2 separate regions of the Zea mays genome follow, and region 2 is linked to region 1. A link is a contact called in public Hi-C data. All regions are on one chromosome and are shown on one strand. Each heading gives the region's core, a stretch centred on a gene start, on an enhancer-like site or on the middle of the called end of the contact. The rest is flanking DNA. Distances are from core to core; before and after follow the strand shown.

What was found. A called contact is a pair of places that touch in the nucleus more often than the background predicts.
Region 2: a contact with region 1 is called in a Hi-C map of endosperm, with 2.1 times the contacts expected there. The contact joins the promoter of LOC100285609 here to the promoter of LOC100280807 in region 1. A contact is called at or near these places in 4 of 25 Hi-C or Micro-C datasets (ear, endosperm, leaf and 1 more).

Annotation. Positions count from the first base shown.
Region 1 is chr3:209,814,845-209,822,104 of Zm-B73-REFERENCE-NAM-5.0, reverse strand. LOC100280807 (vesicle transport v-SNARE 13) reads left to right here and starts at 4,561. Exons shown (of 5, transcript NM_001153727.1): 1 at 4,561-4,801; 2 at 4,903-4,961; 3 at 5,206-5,394. The coding sequence starts at 4,708.
Region 2 is chr3:209,968,201-209,975,460 of Zm-B73-REFERENCE-NAM-5.0, reverse strand. LOC100285609 (RNA polymerase II transcriptional coactivator KELP) reads right to left here and starts at 4,471. Exons shown (of 4, transcript NM_001367223.1): 1 at 4,300-4,471; 2 at 4,051-4,191; 3 at 3,848-3,953; 4 at 2,096-2,287. The coding sequence starts at 4,383. The coding sequence ends at 2,196. It also overlaps the pseudogene LOC103651275.

The DNA of each region.
Region 1 (7,260 bases), core at 3,312-5,811:
AGGGGGGATATCGAAATAGCTTATGTAAACACCAAAGATCAATTAGCCGATATCTTCACCAAGCCATTAGAGGAGAAAACCTTTAGCAAACTTAGGAATGAGCTAAATATTTTTGATTCTCGGAATTTTGATTGAAACATTGCACACTTAGCTCATTTATATAACTTTGATCATATCTTTTTTATTAGTACATATTCATATTTCTTATTCTTCTTGTGCCAAGGGTAAGACTAATGTGTTTCCATGAGTATTTCTTATGTTAGTCTTAGATTGAAAGGGAAATGGAGTATTCGGCAAAGACAACGCTTCCACTCCACTCCATCGGTATTATTTACCCCTTGCTGGTATTCCACAACACTCTCCAATTTGGTATAATCTCTCACTCATATATTGATTACCAAAGGGGGAGAAAGTATACAAGGGCTCTCAAATGTCTCTGTTTTTGGCGATTAATGCCAAAGGGGGAGAAAGTATTAGCCCAAAGCAAAAGGACCGCACCACCACCAATTTTAAAATTTTCAAGAATTTTTCAATTTGGTGTCTAAATGTATTTGATCTTGTTCAATTAGTATTTACAAAAATTGGCAAAACCCTCTTGAACACTAAGAGGAGAATATTCAAGGGGGAGTTTTGTTTACTCAAAGGAAAAGCATTTGAAACAGGGGGAGAAATTTCAAAACTTGAAAATGCTTCTTGCAATCTTATTCATATACCTTTGACTATTTGCAAAAGATTTTGAAAAGGTTTTCCAAAAGGATTTGCAAAAACAAAACAAGTGGTGCAAATGTGGTCCAAAATGTTAAAAATATCAAATCAAACTTATCTGCTTAGAAATACTTTCATTTCAAAATAACTTATGCACATCTGTCAAAATGCAAACTAGTTACATTTCTACACTTTGTATTTGCTTTGGTTTGTGTTGGCATCAATCACCAAAAAGGGGGAGATTGAAAGGGAAATAGTCTCAAACATTCCTATAATCGATTTTGGTGTTTGACGACCATCACAAACCTTGTGGTCTAACCAGTTTGCCTAGCTAATCATTTCACAGACACATAAGTTCATCTACAACTATTCTAAGTCGACTGTCCGGAATACCGTAGATTATTCTAGACAGGAGAAGCTTTTTGGAAAAACACTTAAACGCGGACCGTCCGGGCCCTTGCGGCGGACCGTCCGCGACACCAAAGTGACCCTCGGACAGGAACACTGCATAAACACAAGACAACACTACGGACCGTCCGATGGAGAAGCAAGCACCGTCCGAGACCAAGCGTGGACCGTCCGACCTTAGGCGCGGACCGTCCGGTCTTAGGCGCGGACCATCCGGTCGTGAAGAACCAGAAAAACCTGAAGGTGACGGGTTTGGTAAACTGAATTATAGTGTCCTCGCGGACCGTCCGGGGTGCATGACCGGACCGTCCGCGACTGTCGTACCTGACATCTGACGATGCATTTAATGCATAGTAGCCGTTGATATAGCCGTTACTGCTGACGGTTGCGATTTCAATCGTTGATGTGCAGGGGCGGACCGTCCGGACCAGGGGCACGGACCGTCCGCGGTTGGCAGAAATGGAGCAATGGCTAGGAAGTGGTTGGTGGCTATAAATACAACCCTAACCACTTCCATTCACCACACCCAAGCACTCCACTCATATACATTCAATACAAGAGCTAGCAATCCATTCCAAGACACAATCAAAACTTCCAATCTCTCCAAGTTCTACAATTGAGACAAGTGATCATTAGTGTTTAGTGACTTGAGAGAGAGTAATTCGTGTGTTAATTGTCGCTCTTGTTGCTTGGCTTTTTGCAATCGTGCTTTCTTCTTCCTCATTCTTGTTCTCAAGCAACTTATAATCAAAGCAAGAGACACCAAGTGTGTGGTGGTCCTTACGGGGTCTAAGTGACCCAATTGATTAAGGAGAAAGCTCACTCGGTCTAAGTGACCGTTTGAGAGAGGGAAAGGGTTGAAAGAGACCCGGTCTTTGTGACCACCTCAACGTGGACTAGGTTTTTTGGAACCGAACCTCGGTAAAACAAATCACCGTGTTCATCCACTTTATTTCTCGGTTGATTTGTTTTCCCCCTCTCCCGAACTTGAATTTAGTTCTAACGCTAACCCCGGTTTGTAGTGTGTGCTTAAGTTTATAATTTTCAGATTCCGCCTATTCACCCCCCTCTAGGCGACTTTAACCCTTGACCTGCGGCGCACTCAGGACCTACTGGGACTAGGCTTGAGTGCGCAGACCGTTGGCAGGGCATAACACAACAAACCACACGGAGCCCCAGACTATGAAGGCCAGGGTCGACATAACCCAAATGATGGCGCTCGGGCCCACACTGCCCGTGTCGTCCTCCATAAAGAATACAAGACATCCAGGTGACCCCGGGACCCACGAGCACTGTGGCTTCACCCTATGGTAGAACACTCAGGTTTACCATCGCCCGATGGCTCCTTCTTGAGTAAACCACTGCTGGCCGACCCTCCCTTCTTTGCCTATAAAAGGAGGCCAGTTCGAGGCTAGGGAGTTGGATTCCCATGGACACACGAAGAGACTCTTGGATCCCTGAAGAGACGGACGAACGCAAGGACGGACTCCAGACGAGAAGACACCCAGAAGGACTAACGAACAAGAGGAGGACCTAGAGGGCAGAGCCCCGCCACCAAGCCAAGACTTATCTAGAACTCCACTTTATAACCACCTCAACCACGAAAAGAGACTTAGGAGCCTCTCCTCTCTCTCTCGCCCGCTTGTAACCTCTAATACGTGCTTTGATCATCAATGGTGTCGGTAGCGTAAGCCGTTGATAACTGAAAGTAAGGACGTTCTGTCTGAACCAGTATAAATCTTTTGCCCACCGTGCATACCGTCCAGAGTCCGGAACATGCACAACAAATTCACTTGTCGAAACGAGGTTCAAAACACCAACACTAGCTATCTTGGCTACATGAGTGGATGTAAAAATATATCTTCATTGACTTGTCTAGTACGTTTAAAATGAGGTTTACTAGCTATCTTGGCTAGATGGACGCACTGCATCCTGTGGTGGCCCATGCATCGTTCTTCAGCGAAGAGTTCTCACTCATACCTACTCAGATAGAAAACCAAACATTTTCAAGATTATTGCATCACGTAGAAACATGGTTATTGCGTCCGGCCGCCAATGCAATAAACCAAACACTATTTAGTCGAGACCATGAGACATCGAATTACCGCGTGATTGGTTAACCAGCCCTGGCGACCATTGCTGCGGTATGTGCTGACCGTGTTTGTGTCTTTGTTTAGTTGGCTGCACAGCATTGCAAGAGCCTGTCCGCACGGCTACAGGCAAAGCTTTTTTACACTTGTTAGCCTGCATGTGTGGAGAAGCCAAACATTAGCGTCTCAATCGTTGCAGACTCGTACAAATCAGGCGCAGAGGCTGCCTGAAACCAATCAGACCTTTAATACATCCACTCATGCCACCAATAAAACACTATTTTTAGACTAATGTATTCGTTCATAGAGGATATAAAATTCATCATTATCTAATCAACCAAACAAATCCTAATATCAGTGTCATCTTAGCCATTAAATGGTGAATAGTTGATCACCTACCATTTAGATATTATTCAAACAAAACAACCACCTAAGGCTTTGTTTGGGTATTCTAGTATTAATCCCAATCCACATGTATTGAGGTGGGTTGGGATGTAAGTTAAACTAATTTACACCTCAATCCATCTCAATACACGTGTTGGGTTAATACTAGAGTACCCAAACAAAATCTAAGGACTAGTTTCGGAACTAAACCCCCTCCGAGATTTCCGGTGTTTGAGTGAGAAAATATCTCATTTTTTCACTCAAACATAGATAATTCCGAGGGTTTATTCAGTTATTTCTAATTCATATAGATTGAGGGATTGATATGTATTGAAAGAGATTTTGACATACTAGGGATTGAAACATCCTCAATCTCTTTCAATTCATATGAATTAGGGTAGAACCGAAGATGACCTAAGACTTTGTTTGAGTACTTTAGTATTAGCTCCAATCCACATGTATTGAGATGGGTTATGGTGTAAATTAGTTTGACTTGCACCATATACCCTAACTCACCTCAATATATGTGGATTGAAGTAAATATTAGGTGTCGTTTGGTTCACGTATTGGTAACGTAATGAGTAACTCATAACGTTAAAATATATTTGTTTAAGTCTAATCGTAATCAATACCACACTAGAAATGAATATCGACTTATTCAAACTTGTCACCATCGGTATTTAAATGTTAATCATTAACATTACTATTTACGTTACATTCTGTGAACTCAAAACAAAGCGAAGGGGATTTAAGTTTTCAAATGCACCATCCTGTAATGTTTAAACGGTGGGAAAATGGGCCGGGTTCAGCTGGGATTGTTTCGGGTCTGGATTCAGCTAGGTTTGTTTCGGGTCCCCGCAGCCGCAAGTACCGTCGGCCGCTTGCTTCCCACGGCAACAACTCACCTCCCGGGCCTACCACGCAGAAAGAAACATCTCCTTTGTATCGGCCTCGGCAATCCTGACCGGATCAACAAAGACGTAGCTACCCCCTCCCGCGTCCGTCGAATTCGCCTCCGCCGCCTGCTCGATCCGGTGGGAATTCGCCGCTGCCGGGTTGTTTTCGCTGGGGTGATTAAGGCTCGGGATTCGAGATCTACGCGAGTCGCGGGCAAGCAGCCATGAGCGAGGTGTTCGAGGGCTACGAGCGGCAGTACTGCGAGGCCTCCGCCTCGCTCTCCCGCAAGTGCACCGCTGCCTCCGCCCTCGATGGGGGTAAGCAAGATTCTGTTTAATATGATTCCTCCTTTGCGATTCCGTCGGGGAACACCTGCTTCGTTGATTGCTTTGGTCTGATTCAGTGGTCCTATCCGCAGAGAAGAAGAAGCAGAAGCTGTCCGAGATCCAATCCGGCGTTGAGGAAGCTGAATCGCTGGTAATTGGATGCCGCAACGTATTCTGTTTTGGGGACCCCCTTGGGTAACTGGATATAAGGCATTGACGCCTTCGTTTCTACTCAATTGATCTGCGGAGTGGGTAGAAAAGTAGATATATGGGATTTTTCGTTTCCCTTGGTGCAGTTTTGGTGTTCCGAGGGAGTTATGAGATGTTTATGTGCCTGCTCTTCATTTCGGGGTTGTGGGAGAGTAATTTTGTGTTTTCGTTTTATGTGTCTGCAGATTCGTAAGATGGACCTGGAGGCAAGGAACCTACAGCCTAGCATTAAGGCTGGTTTGCTTGCAAAGCTGAGGGAGTATAAATCTGACCTCAACAACGTCAAGAGTGAGCTTAAGAGGATCTCAGCGCCCAATGCTAGGCAGGCTACCCGGGAGGAGCTCCTGGAGTCTGGAATGGCTGATACTCTCGCGGTGAGCTTAATATAGGACCTTGCTGTGTATTCAAAGTGTTGAGCTATGCTTGATGCTTCAACACGTAAGGCTAATTCTCCCCCTATACCCTACAATAACCATAAAATATTTTTTTCCATATATATTCACCATCTATTCTCACATTTTTTCCCAACTGACTAACCATGTCGTGCACATAAAACAAGGAAAGGGGCCGGTACAGTGTTCCGCTGAATGTGGCGTGTCCCTGTACTCTCCCCTTGACAGTAGCGTGTTGAGGAGGGTTTAGGGGAGAGCGTTGCAGCGATTCCTTCACGCTAAACAGCAACAGGCGAGGGGAGGGGGAGGGCGCGTGGTGATCACTGCAGACAGCCTAAGCGTCATAGGTCCAATCTGTTAGCTAGAAATAACTGATAAATATCTGTGGTTGTACTTTTAATGTGAATGTAGTATTTCATATTAGGTGATTAGGTTTGCATTGAAATGATTTCTTTCTTTTTTCCTTTGGTATTTATTATGATTCCTACATAGGTGTCCATAATATTAGTTATATAGTCTAAATGATTGATGTGCTATATTTTAATTAGATTAAATGTCTGTATTGTTTGTTATTTACTTGCATTTTTCTTGCAACATTGTGCGTCATTGTAACTATGGGACATATAAACTAGGAATTCGATTAATCATCAATGAATGGTTTACATGTGCATGTTGTTAAATCCAGATGGATTACTGCATTATATTTTTGACCTTTCATTTTTTGGATATCCAAGTTTTAGCAGTAATGGATCTGTGGCAGGATCCTGCCAGCATGTTTATATATGTTCTCACTTCTCTGTCATGCATATCTGACCATCAAGATTTAATCAATGGCTTTCATTACATGCTTAGCTGGCATGATTACAACTTTTGTTCTATAGGAAATATGTGTTATATATTCAACGATTAATTGTATATATGCCATGCCACTCAACTTTTGCAAAATTAGAGAGCTAGTTCATTTGGATGCCATGGAGTGGCCTATATTTAAACATTGATGGATACATCAGATAGTTTCACCTTTTCAGTCGTGATATACTATATTTTAAAATTTTGTTTCAGATTCTTCATATTGTACCTTAACTAACTGTGCTTCACTTATGTTTTATGATGCTGGTAGCATAGGTTTTCCCTTACCACGTTTGTGTTCATATTGCTACTGGATGAATGAAAACAGTGGTAGGCATGATAGAAGCAAGAAATCCTTTCTCTCATCCTAAATCTCTGTAATTCTCTGTCCGTCACTAAATAAGACAAAACCATTACATCTATAGAAAGGAATTTACATGTGATGGATGAGTTTTCTATTCTATCTCCCGAACACTAGCATATAGCCCGTGTTAACTCTACGATTCCGGGGAGGGGAGGAAAGAGGTTGACGGCGGCGTCTCAAGAGTAGGGGTTGATGGTGACGACGCGAGTTAGGGGAGGGGACAACGGGGACGCAGGGGGAGGGGGAAGGGGAGGCGGCGGGGTTGCGGGGGAGGAGGAGGGATGAGGGATGAGAGACAATCCAAATAATATTATCCATTGGATTTGAGTAAGGGAGAGAGGTTATCCAGCGATCTGAACCGTTGGTTTTGATGATGTGTTATGTCTACATACAATTTGTTTGGTGGATTTGATGGCGTGTTAAGTATGGATGATTTGGTTGGATTATATAGTGATATGGATACGTTTGTAGTCTGAAAAAAGTAAATCTATTTATATAAGAAATGTTCCTCAAGTAATGCAATAGTTCTGGCACCAGCTGAACTCAAGGAACTATAAGTTCATTAGTTGTTTTGGAATGTTGTTTAATATCTAGTAGAACTGATTGGATTGCCTATATTTCTTATTCATCAATGT
Region 2 (7,260 bases), core at 3,222-5,721, 150 kb before region 1:
TGTGCATCTCACATCAGATACATTAGTTCATCTAAAATTATCGCTAAATTACTAAAATCAAACTATAGCGCCTTTTCAAAATTAAGCATATCATGTGTCTCGGCGCAGTTACATCGATCATATCTAGAGTTCGTAGAAAATATAATACGTGCAAATACCATGTGTCTAGTAATTAAAGCGGGGTTATGCTTAAGTTTTGAAACCCTAGTGTCCTTGTCTTGATCAGCAACGTAGAAAATACGTGCAAATACCAAATGATTAAACAAAACCTTGGTCCGGAATCTTTTCCATTCTTTTTTTATATCATTTCTGTCAAGGAGGGCGAGAACCATGGAGCACAAAGACCCGATGCCGTCCAGCCGTCTGCGACTTTAGTCACGTCACGGTTTGTCTTGTATATCCTTGTCTCTCGCTTCTAATTGGCTCACGATTGAGAAGAGGTCGATGTTCCAGCAACGCCTGCCTAGGGCTTACGTATTAGTGGTGTAATTTATTTATTCACCAGCTCGTGCAGGTACGGGGGAGCAATTTTGTGTGATCTTTTTGTTTATGCAAAACAAACCCCCCCAAAGCCCGGTATTTTATTAGTACTTTGCTAGCGTAACTAGCTTGACATCAAGATTGCTGGTAGTGATGGCCGATGCGTAAGCAAGTAATCGATGGGTGGATGTTTGTTTCTTTCCTTCTCGACAATCATCTATTGTGGTCAAAGGAGGCAGTTCAAATCAAGGCGAAAAAAAAACGGTCCCAGTGTCCGGTCATACACACAGGCTCAATATCTCGAATGCAATAATGATGCCATAGATATCATGAAGCTAGCTATCTATATGTTTACTATCCCTCCCGGCTTTTGGCGAAAGAGGAAGCTAGTACTACATGGATCTCACGTGAAGCAACAGTGCAATGAGACGCCCCAGGGCGAATTAGTACCGCGATTCCCTGTAGATTCGTACGCGACTAATTGATGGCCTTTTGTTTGTTTCCTCTGATAAGGTGTTGTGGTCAAGGAAGCAGTTCAAATCAAAGGGGTAAAAAGATGATTCGAGGCTAGAGACCCTAGACACACTGGTGCGTTTCGCCTGGATAGCAGCGGCTTCCAGGCAGCAGGTAGCAGCGAGCTCTGCTCTCCCTGCCGCAAAACGTTTTACTAGAGTTGGTAATAGTGTGTTTGGTTTGAGGAGTGAAGTGATCCATCTTCTTCTCACTCCTCACTTTTTTATTTGGTTTGTGGAATAGAATGGGTTGATCCATCACCACCATATTCCTTATAAGCTAATAATTAGTATATACATGAGGAGTGGGTTGATTCCACCAAAATTGATAGAATGAACTTATGATGCATCATCTCATGAAGCATAGAGTGACTCCACAAACCAAACACACCATAAATGATCGTAGTTGTTCGCACGTCTACTCACGCATCTTCCTAGATGCAAACCGCCTTTTTTTTTCTGGAAAAAGAATAAAAAAAAGATTGCTTAGAGCTAAATAAACTTGTAGTACGTACGGCCCCTGAGAAAACTAGCTGGTCAATGCCACTGCTGACGAAACATCATATACCTCTTGTGGTTGCGACTTGCGACATGAGATGAGACATTCGGTTGAATATTAATGCAACCCACGTGAGGCTATTATGTTAGTTAGGCGTGTGACTCAACAGAGATAGATGGAGACATACTTACTGTCTTAAAATAGTTAACATTCTGGCCTTTGAGAAATCAACTGTTTTTTTTATCTTTGACTAAATATATAAAAGACAACATTATTATTTATAGTAGCATTAGATCCTTAAATAAATATCTTTTTATGATGAATTTATTTAGGGATATAAGTCGTTCCAAACTTCAATGCTCTTAAAAGCAGCACTGCTTCAGCTGCCGTTTTCTCCCCTCACATTTTACTTTTTTTTGTACGGAATGAAGTTGTTTGGAGTTATTAGGTGATCTCACCTTTTTTTTTTATGTTATAGAATTGCGTGGAGCTGTCAGGTGACCTGACTTTTTTATGGAGTAGAGCTTCGTAGAACATGGCTAAAAAACGTAGAGCCGAGGAGCCATACACCCCATAAAGCCCATGTGCGGCCGCTGGAACATCACCAAAGTCGTTTGTAATTCAGACAGCCTTGCTACAGCGATATATATATTGTGCATCACGTCCAGCTCCCTGCCAAAAGAAGAGGCTCCTAAAACAAGTTCTCAGTCTGAATCTTCAAGCTTTTTGATGGCATCCTCTATCGCAGGTGCAGCATTGCAAAATGCTTCCCACTGCTCCATTGTCATACTAATACCTGCACTAGGATAAATGTTAGTAGAGAAGAAAATGGTACCAACAATGACACACGAAAAGCAGCACACCACAACATAAAACAAAGAGATCACAGAAATCCAAAACATTGGCACCAGTAAGCACATAAGTTTAGGTAAGCTGATATTAACAAACAAACAGCTGATAAGTCTTAATTCCTTTAGAAACATGCATTATAGCCATGCTAGACACAGAAATATAGAAACTGATGAACACCTACAAAAGTTTGAGCTCGCATAGGAGGTTTCTCAATCCTGGTCCATTAGAATAATAGGAACACGAGGGAGTAACTCATGCGAAACAATAACCAGACTCTGACATCACAAGTAGTATGCCATAAGGGATGACAACTGGTTTATAATTGTTTTGCTCTTGAACACAATGCCACACAGATAAGAGTGAATTAAATTTTCTTTTAGGAAATAGAGAACTGAATCGATTTCACTTGCATTTTCACCAACAGATAACAAAGGAAGAACACAGGTTGTACCATGAAAGAAGAGAGAAATGTCAACTAGTTTTTGAACCGAATATTCTAGAGCAGTTAAATATAATAGTTATTGACTGGCAACTGGCTTGCGAACGAATATTATAGTGTATCCAGGGGTGGATCTAGAATTCTCTCATGCCCCGGGCCAGGACTACTAAATTTTCTTCTCTTCTTTTTGTATTAACTATTTTCAACTAGATCGAATAGCTACTTATATGGAGTTAATTGGATCATACCCGGGGCCACGTACCGGGTGGCCCGGGGTGTAGATCCGCCCCTGTGTGTATCTGATTTGAATACGGTGGAAATGTGCTTTTGCAGATCAGCTCGCCTGCAGAAATGATTTCCTCAGATTTTTCTTTAAACCAAACCAAATTTCTCAGTAGGCAGGAGTGTTTATTCAATGGAAGTAAGCTGAACCTAATGTTGCATTAAAATGATCAAGTTGAACTTATTCACATAACCAACAAAAGCCATTAAACCCCAATACTGACAGTTTTCTTGCACACCAATTGAAACAGTACAGCTAGACACTAGTGGCAAAATAACTTCATAACTGTGGTAAAAACCTTTCGAAGATGCATGCAAATAGAGGACTGACATAGCCTAAAAAGAACTTGGTATGAATAAATCACAGATAACATAACAGAATCAAGGTATTGCTACTGCAGGAGAATGAAATGTACCCTAAACAGTGACAAACCAAAACCAAATTGTGGCAGTGGTTCTATATAATTAAATAAATAAGCCCCCCCCCCCCCCCCCCCCCCCAATGTACACATGGTAGGCACAGTTTTTTTTTCGAAAATCTAAAATAATAGCCACAGGTAAATGGCAGACAGATAACACTGGAAAAACAAGCCCGCGTCATTATCAGTTCTAAGTTCTGGAACAAATTGGTAAATTCAGTTTCAGGAAAACTGAGTCATTCTTTGTTCCATGAGTGTATAAAAGGTTAAAAAGGTGGGGCAATATCTAGCTGACATTGCAGATTAAAGTCCATTCAGGTGGACATCACATCAACATCCGAGCAGTAATCCATGGTGGAGTCACCTTTGGCGGAGGGCATCTCCTTGCCGTCCTTCACGTAGAACTCTCGGATGGACACCAGCGACCTGCCCTTGAACTCCGACAGAGTCACCCTCCTCTTGCTCGACAGCTGCACGCACAAACCCACATCACGCCACAAAACCCTAGCACAACATCCGAATCGATCGAACAAGAGCGAGAGAGAAGGTACGAGAGAAGGAACTCACGCGGCACAGGATAAGGTCCCCTTGGTCGCCGTACTCTCTCTTCCCGCCACCCTTACCTTCATCCTCCTCCTCATCTTCCTTCCGTTCCTTGTCCTTGCTCTCCCTGCCAGCGTCGCCCTCCTCCGCCGCCTTCGCCTCCTCCTGCGAGGAGAGTGAAAGTAGGTATTCATCAACGACGCCGCGGACGAAGAGCTTGCGGTTGGAGACGGAGAGGTCGATGCCGAGGCGGTCAGCGGCGGCGGTGCGTACCTTGTTCTCCGTTACGGACTCCATATCAGACCCTCGCGGGATCTCCAGCACCGTAGCCTCCACCTTCTTCGTAGCCTCGTCCATGCCGACGCCGCCCAACTGCCACAAACGGTTCTGCTCCCTTCGCCGGAGTTGAGAGTCCTGACTCCTGGCTGACGCACCTGGACTCTGCGACGACAACGAGGATTTGGGGGGAACGAGCGCTGTGAATGTTAGGCCGGCCCATCCAATTTGGTTTGTTGGGCTTTCGTGTCGTCTTTTTGGGCTTCTGTTAGCCAGAACTCCACCCAATATAGCATTTTCCCCTTCTTCCTTTTTTCGGTTTTCATCGTTTACTAGTCCTTTTTTCGGTTTTCATTGTTTACTAGGTATGTACCCGCGCGTTGCCACGAGAATTAAAAATTAGTGTAAAACATATAGATACGGGATAACAAACATCACTGTGATATGCAAAATTCGTGTGCCAACAAATCACATTAACACTAATATTATTTTGACGATATAAATATGTAATATCATTATAAATACACTGACTCAAATAGAATGAACTGACTCCAAAGTTGCGCAATAATGTCACCAATACAATCCTGGTATTTATCACCATCGAAGACATCAGTTGTGAAGTAAGAATCGATCTAATCAGTTGATCGCCTCTGTGTCAATTAGAAACGATCAACCGATTAGAAAACATTGGGAGCCATCCTCAATCGCGGCCTCCTCGTAGCCATCCATGATCCATCCCCAGAGCTCGAGCATTCAGCAGATACGATTCCTGCTCATAAGAACAATGTTCTTTGTCGAACCTTTGGGATTAAAGAGGTGATGGATCTGTATGCTAAAGTCATGGTATGATTGCAGAAAACAAACAAAAAGAACGTGAAGAAACTTAGTGAAGATTCAAGGGCTTTGTGTAATTTGCATTAGGAGGGAAAAATGTTCAGCGTCCAAACTACAAGACATAACACATGCCTATTGTAACCTAAGTCATACCAGATAACTGATGTTTCTGAAAGGACAACATAGCCCATCAAGTGCAATGAGCCCATGACCAAGACTAACAACAGTATGAAACATGTTGCGTGCATGACTCGTAGAGGTTCAACATCAAGAGCTCACAGAAAGATGGCAACCAGATGAGTCCCTGTCAATTGCTGCGCAATCTGTCCGTTCACCAGGTTCTCGTCGTACGTGCCCCTCTTAGTCGCATGACTTCCATTTTCCTGTCACACAAAGTGCAAAAAGGCAATGGCACCTGATTAAGGATGAAATTATGCACAGAACAGACATTTCAATTGTAATGAAATAAGATTCACTAAAAGCTGAAGGTTGTGTGAAGATACACATTCAGCTAAAACCACCAACACATGCATGAGCATAAGCTTTGGCACACCTTACCTCATCAGCCATGTCAAAGAAAAACGATGCCACAAAAAGTTTTTTCTGTCCAGCACCACCGCCACCATTCCAAATGCCACCAAAAGAACATTTCAGGTGGGTACATGCTTCATCCACTTTAAGAGATTTCACAACATCATTCTTGCATTTTGAATAACTTGCACCAGAAGGTGAAGCTGAGGCTTCAAATGTTTCAGAGCCATATTTATATTGCCCTACACCCACAAACCCAATACAAGTATGTGCTCTCAGTAAAAGATCAATAGATGAGTTATGTCACAAAGCAGGCCCACAAAGCATGGCATGTAGAAAGTTCAATTGTAAATCCAACAGGGCTCATAATCTCTTATCTGTGTATGTATTTGTTATGTATATATGAGTACAATCATAATCAGCACTATAACAATATCTTAATCATAGACTTAGTTCTTATCTCAAAGAATGATAACAATAGTTAGATATAAAACAAAATGAAGGGAAACATCCACCTGACTTTATTACACAATACGAAATTATCTGTTTGGTGCACAGAATATTGAAGAAACTTAACAAAGTTCAGCGCCGTCATTTTAGTATTAGAAATAAGTGTAAATCAACTTCATTGGCAGGGAGCTGATTCATGACTATAACACACAAAAAGGAAATACATGATAGGAAAAAATAAAGCAGAAATGAACAACCATACCTTGATATCCTTCTAACATACAGTTGTTGTAACCATTGCCATTGCCAGATTTTAAGACCTCTGCTCTAGCAGCAAGCAACCCATAGTGCAAATAGCTGGAAAAAAATCTGTAGTCATAACTCATAATCATGTGGTGTGGTTTCTAATAGACATTAACCAATATGCATACAAAACACTCGTGCATGACTTTACACCCTGAAACAGTACTAAAATACTGGTTATTTAGGTCACATTCTACACATAATTTTCTTAATGAAATGACATGCTACTCTCCTGCGTGGTTCGAGAAAACGAACATTTTACACATAATGGTGTAATATGGCCTTAAGGTTGCTCTGGCATACAGTTTGTGCTAATTCTGTCTTTGTAATTACATAATAATTCCCTTGAGTTACCACTTTCAGAACTACAACACCTGCTTTTTGGTGAAAATATGACCTATGAATTCAAATAGGGAGAAACAAAGGATTTACATGACTGTAACACAACTGGGAGTTTAAATAAATTTTGGAAGGTTGATTTCTATTTGTTAAGCCTTAAGCTTACACATGCAAGGTTAATAAAGAAGAAATTTCAAAACAGCAGTAATCATGCAAAGTTGAATAATTTGTAACACTGCCTATGAACACCAAGATTATATGTGGTTCCTTTTAGGTAGAGTTTCTTCACATATGTGTCTTCCCTGTCAGATGGTTTATTAGTCTTTTCTGCATCCTTCTCTACGATCACACATGCCATTTGGACAGATTCACCACCACGATCAACCACTCCAACTGTGTCTACATAAATCTTTCCCAAATTTCCCAACAGATAATTGATAGTAACCTATAAAGAGAGAAGACTAATACATGTTACTTGTTTCTGGAGTGAAGTCTGAATAT